2 separate regions of the Danio rerio genome follow, and region 1 is linked to region 2. A link is a contact called in public Hi-C data. All regions are on one chromosome and are shown on one strand. Each heading gives the region's core, a stretch centred on a gene start, on an enhancer-like site or on the middle of the called end of the contact. The rest is flanking DNA. Distances are from core to core; before and after follow the strand shown. Region 1 overlaps dgkza (diacylglycerol kinase, zeta a). Region 2 overlaps dgkza (diacylglycerol kinase, zeta a).

What was found. A called contact is a pair of places that touch in the nucleus more often than the background predicts.
Region 1: a contact with region 2 is called in a Hi-C map of an unstated tissue, with 2.4 times the contacts expected there. The contact joins two enhancer-like sites. A contact is called at or near these places in 3 of 18 Hi-C or Micro-C datasets (caudal fin, hematopoietic stem cells and an unstated tissue).

What each region holds. Positions count from the first base shown.
Region 1 is chr7:39,296,296-39,299,534 of GRCz12tu, reverse strand. dgkza (diacylglycerol kinase, zeta a) reads right to left here. Exons shown (of 32, transcript XM_073908831.1): 2 at 1,676-1,784; 3 at 1,470-1,565. Among named protein-coding and RNA genes, the nearest start is that of mdka, 85 kb to the left of the region's middle. Within about 2 kb of position 1,489, at least 7 of the 62 cell types and tissues checked have an H3K27ac peak or open chromatin away from gene starts, as enhancers often do.
Region 2 is chr7:39,226,073-39,229,235 of GRCz12tu, reverse strand. All of the region lies in intron 1 of dgkza (diacylglycerol kinase, zeta a), which reads right to left. Among named protein-coding and RNA genes, the nearest start is that of dgkza, 49 kb to the right of the region's middle. Within about 2 kb of position 1,490, at least 44 of the 62 cell types and tissues checked have an H3K27ac peak or open chromatin away from gene starts, as enhancers often do.

The DNA of each region.
Region 1 (3,239 bases), core at 240-2,739, 70 kb before region 2:
AGAATAAAAGCAGTTTTTAATAAAAAAAACATTTTAAGGTAAACATTATTAAAGCTATTAATATACCTTTAAGCAATAGTTTTTTTCAATAGTCTACAGAACCATCATTATAACTTGCCTAATTACCCTAACCTGCCTAGATAACCTTTAACTGACACTTTAAGCTGTACAGAAATGTCTTGAAAAATATCTAGTCAAATATTATGTACTGTCATCATGGCAGAGATAAAATAAATCAGTAATTAGAAATGAGTTGATAAAACTATTTTGTTTAGAAATGTGCTGAAAAACATCTGCTCTCTGTTAAACAGAAATTGTGGAAAAAATAAACAGGGGGCTAATAATTCAGGGGCTAATAATTCTGAAAAAAAAAATATATATATATATGTGAAGCGCTATATAGTAGTTTTATTAAAATGTGGCTGCTGAGTGTGCATCTTGGAAGCAGTAAGGTGCAAGTTTGTCATTTAAATGGAGGCGTGCCTAATATCTCAACTTTCCGGAATGACGCGAGTGCACCACGATTCATGCAAGCTGAGGTAACCAACCTGCTTCACACTTTGTATGGAATATACACATTTCAGTAATAACGGCAGACTAATTACCTCAGACAAACGCAGCTCACCCAAACATTCATTTTCTCCAGAAACTAGTATTGAAGCTGCAACAATGGTTTATCATCCAAGACAGTTGATGACGGCAGGTAGGGGAGCACGAGCGCAAATGAAGGAAACCACACACCACTCGTGCTAGTTACTTCAAGTCAAAGTTGAGGTTTACTGTATCATTTTAACATTTTTTCAATTAAATCCTTTTTTCTTTAATAATGTTGGAAAATTAAAATGAAGTGGTTAAATGTTTTAAAATCCTAATATATTAAAAAAATATTGAATAATTATCAATACCAAATGATATGAAACATGTCAATTTAATAATTTTAATATAATTTTAAAGAATTTTAAGCAATATATATATATATATATATATATATATATATATATATATATATATATATATATATATATATATATATATATATATATATATATATATATATATATATATATATATATATATATATATATATATATATATATATATATATATATATATGTATATTTGCAATATCACCCAGCCCTAGTATGAACTATGAAATAAATAATATATAAAGAAGGTTTCTATATACATAAGGTGTCAATTTTAAACTGTTGTGCAAAATCCAGCAGAGAATGAATAATGTGCAAAACTGTAACAGCATACATATGCAGTAGTCGTAGTTGAATTTTGAAGTGCATATGTAACCCATACTTTTTTGACCCATACTAAGTATTGTTGATTATTCCCACAAATATACCCATACGATATACGACATAAGGAATTTGTCTCAACTCCCTTTTGTCTTTGTTCATCTCTCTTTGATAAACAGTGACTTATTCTGTCATTTCTTTATATATAGAACACAGACTCACCAGTGACTTGGCGTAACAGTGCTGTTCTCCAACGTAACAGAAGTCCCCCGAGACATTCGTCTCAAACCAGATGTGCTCTCCGTATACAGCTGATTCCTTCTCAAACACAAAGCACAGTACCAAACGTGAAACCAAAGAACGAAACCGTAGCTCTCTAAAAATACAGTGAATGGAGATCAGAAGTCTTGATGACTCTTGTAACTCACACTCCAGTCTACTGTGTTGCGTATTTCTCTGTCCGTTTCCCCTTTGGCTAACACTGCAGCACTGGGCTGGCATGAGAGGTGCTGGAGACCGGACTTGGCAATAGCCTTCCTGCAAGCAAGCACAAAATAGACAGATTTCAATAAAATACAAACTAATAAAAACATAAACAGAAATATCCCGGATTTTAAACATAAACAAAAGAGCACAGTTATTGCATGTGGAACAAACAAAAGCTTCAAATTACCTGAACTAATATGACTGAGCTAAATAATGACTTGATTGTCTTCTGTAGAGCTGTTTTATAGGTGAATCAAATTTGTTTCATAACTGATAAACATCAACACTGTTACTGGACTTGAATTGAATCAACACTGAAATGATTCGAGTTTAATAAGACACTAAAGTCCTTTTAACTGCTTGTAAGTAAAATTTGAATTTGTCAATTGTTTGTTATTTTAATTTTAATTTAATATTTTATTAAGCTATCTGTTTTGTACAATGCAACATTTAAATCAAAGTGACTGTTTTTAGCTGTGTCACATTTAACACATTAAAGTAAAATAATATATATTTGAGAAGTAAAAGGAAAATGTAAAAGCAAAAGAAAAAGATACACTAAACCCGCATGTCTAGCTGTGAAACTAAATATTTTTTAAAGATTCCAGTGCTTTCAAACTCAAACAATATTGTGCAAACCATTAAGAAATAGTTTATACTCTAAGTATCTTTTGCTAAGAATATGTAAGAAAAGTTTAACTAATGACAAATACAGAAAAATTTATAATGCCTGGTATTAAATTTGGTTGTATTTAGGTATAATAATAATTATCAACTTATTGCACATGGTTAAAAAACACACTACAGTATTTACTATAAATTACCATAGTAAATTTTTATGTGGGTGTGTGACGACTGGAAAAAGATCTGGTAGCAGATATCGCAGTCTCAGTTACTTTGTGTTGCGCTTTTTAGTTAACATTTATTATTATTTATTTGTTTAGGATATACTTTTCCACATTCTGATTCCAATGCCTAATTATAAAATTTCTAAAATGACTAGTATTAAATTAAATATTCTTAAGAACAAAATATTATGTGTTTTTTTGAAGGAACTTTAGATGCTATTATATTGTCATCCTGGCATTATATATAGAGAGTGGCATAAAATGGTCTTAAACCTTTGATCCTCTAAAAAATGGCTGACCATATTTTAACGGTTTTAAATATTGTTTTACACATACAGCATTGTTGGTTTACAAAAAAAAAACAATCCTGTTGCACTACTACACTTGATTTTTGGGGGAAAAAAACATGTCTAAAGGGAATTTAAAAAAATATAGGTCATTTAGCGTTCAAAAATGTTTTAATTTCATAATTTTGTTAAATAAATTGATCTTCATATTTTCAGATTTTTCATACTATTCTGGTACTTTTACCACAAACCGACATTTGGTAGAGGTTGATATTTTAGAAATTACGGGATGTGTTGAAAAATGCATTGAATGTGTTAACTAGTGACATTACGAGATAAAAAATCCAATCCAATCTTTCTTTTCTTGGTGG
Region 2 (3,163 bases), core at 241-2,740:
GCATATACTAAACTAATCATGTGTCTTTTCAGCACAAATAATAAAAGTTAACTAGTATGAAGCTGCGCAAATTGACTTGCTTGTTTTCAGGACAAGCCTAAATGCAAAACAGAATGGATTTACAATGGAAATCATAAAACGCACGTTTTGTCATGAAAACAGGCATAATGAGCCAAGGCATCTTTTGCATAAGCAGTTCTTCTACTAGAACAAGCTTGGTTGTGCAGCAACACATTCTGAATGCTCCGCTCTCACCATAAGCAATATGTGTTATCCACTGCTTTGAAATTATATGACTAGCAAACATTTTTAATGTGATCCATACAGTAAGTAGCATACAACCAAGTCTGTTGACAATTTTTTGCAATTCTATCAATTAGTTACAGTGCTCAGCATAATTGAGTACACCCCATTTTGAAAATGAATATATTTCTTATTTTCTCAGTAAATATAGGCAATGTATTTTGGTGCATTCAAACAAAACAGATTTATTAAACAGATATATTTATTAAATAACATTTTATTCACCAAACAAATATAAAAATAAAAACATACATTTAAATTCATGCAATAAAAATTACAAAATTTCTACAAAATTGTAATATAATTTCTTTCTCTTGATTTTTCATCTTTTTTCAAATTTTCTATTTAATATTTTTCTATACACTTTCATTATCGTAAGATATTTAGTTAGATAAGCTCCTGATTTGATCAGGACTGACTAATTTAAAGTATATGCACAAATATATATATAAATTATAAAGCATGGTATAAAGAATATTCATTTAAACGAGAGGTTTGTGAGGGGTGTACTTATATAGGCTGTGCAGTGTATTGCAAAGAGAACTCCAACCCAAACACAATACAATCTGTCAGCGAGCACAGTCTGGCTAGGTAATATACACACAGTGTTACAGACACGATGTGTTGTTATTGTAAACGCACAGCACAGGGCTTGGCTTTGAGATGGAAACACTGAATGGAAACTTGAGCACGGCAAACACACACACACACACACACACACACACACACACACTCCGCAAGTTCTCATAAATACACAATCTGTACATCTACCCACAGACAAGCACAAGTGCACCAGGATGATCTCCGTCATCAGGTGTCACACTCACCTCCTTCCAAACAGTCGTAACCCAGTAAAAGTCCTGCTGCTGTGCCGCCGACTAACCGCCACTCTATCCCCCTCGGGCAAAGGCTTGGATGGGATGTCAGAGTTAGATGAAGAAGCGGACGTGGAGGCCAGAGAGGCTGTGACCTCTTCCCTGTCCTGAGAACCTGCTCCCAGCTCTTGCTCCATCAGGAGCCCCAGCTGTCAATCAAACAATGTGAACCAATCCCAAACTCACAGAGTCAGAGAGTCCTCATGGCAAGAACGACAAGCAGAGAAGGGTCGCACCATCCTGCTCTCCGCCTCTCTCAAAGAGAGGGAGGACAACACCAACAGCGCTCAGTCTTGCAGATCCTCACAGATGTCCACGTGTGATCCGCTTCCCATTCCGCCTTCAAGACACATAATCCTATAAGCAAACCCCCGCATTCCTCTCCCCCTCCTCTCTTTCCTTCCTCCCTCTCTCTCTCTCTCTCTCTCTCTCTCAGGAAGTTCTTACAATCCCAGTCTAAGCACAGAGTATTCCTCCAGACCTCTTTGCATGTCTTTCTCTCTCTCTCGTTCTCAAGAGCTCATCTCCTGCTCCTCTCTTGGTGGCTGTCGCTTGTACTCAAACACACACACACAGACACACATAAATGCAGGCGCACACACATATGCTCTGACTGCCGGTTGCACTCCAGGAAGTGTCAAACTCAAAAAGAGACTCATTCATAGGACCCCAAATGTAGCTGTCCCTCCAAATGCCTGACTGTTTTTGACATTTTGAATGTTTTGCTGTCTGTCAGACAGAAGCTCTAGATGAAAATGTGCTGACAATGCAAATAATAAACAGCTTATGGTAGGCAGATCAAATCAGGAGTCAATCTAGTTTTGTTTGACCAAAAGATGCATAACTTGGGTCACAAAAGCATATATGAAGTAAAATGTAAAACATTGCACGTGCGCGCACACACACACACACACACACACACACACACAGAACAATGTGTTTTTGGTTGTGTGAGCACAATTGTAATAGGTACTCAGGTAGGAGGACATTATACCAGTGAATAAATGCAGTTTGACACTCAGAAAAGGAGAGAAAGAAAAAGACATGAAAAGAAAAGAGCAGAAAGAAAGATGGCCTCAGGCTCTGAGTCGCTATTGATTTCTGGCAAATCAGTGTTTGTGTATATAGCTCTTAGCTTCAGTTAAAGGTTTTTCTTTTGCACCTTTATATAAAGATTCACTGCTAGCCTGCAATGTAGAACAGCATCACAACATAGACCAGAAGTATTACAGATAAGTCTAACCATTTAAACAACAATATTATCTATCTATCTATCTATCTATCTATCTATCTATCTATCTATCTATCTATCTATCTATCTATCTATCTATCTATCTATCTATCTACTAACCTATCCATCTATCTATCCATCCATCTATCCATTCATCCATCCACCTATCCATCCATCCATCCATCCATCTATCTACCAATCCATCCATCTATCTATCCATCCATCTTTCTACCCATCAACCTATCCATCAATCTATCCATCTTTCTGCCCATCAACTCATCCATCTATCCATCCACCTATCCATCCATACATCCATCCATCCATCCATCCTCCTATCCATCCATCTATCTATCTATCCATCAACCTATCCATCTATCTATCCATCCATCTATCTATCCATCTTTCTGCCCATCAACTCATCCATCTATCCATCCACCTATCCATCCATACATCCATCCATCCATCCATCCTCCTATCCATCCATCTATCTATCTATCCATCAACCTATCCATCTATCTATCCATCCATCTATCTATCCATCTTTCTACCCATCAACTTATCCATCCATCCATCCATCCATCCATCCTTCTACCTATCAACCTATCCATTCATCCATCCACCTATCTATACATCCATCCATCCCTCCACCTATCTATTTATCTGTCTATCTACCATCCATCCATCTATCTATCTAATTCTAAATTATTTTTTTTAAATGATTGCATTTTATAACCGTTTCAATACCAATTATCAT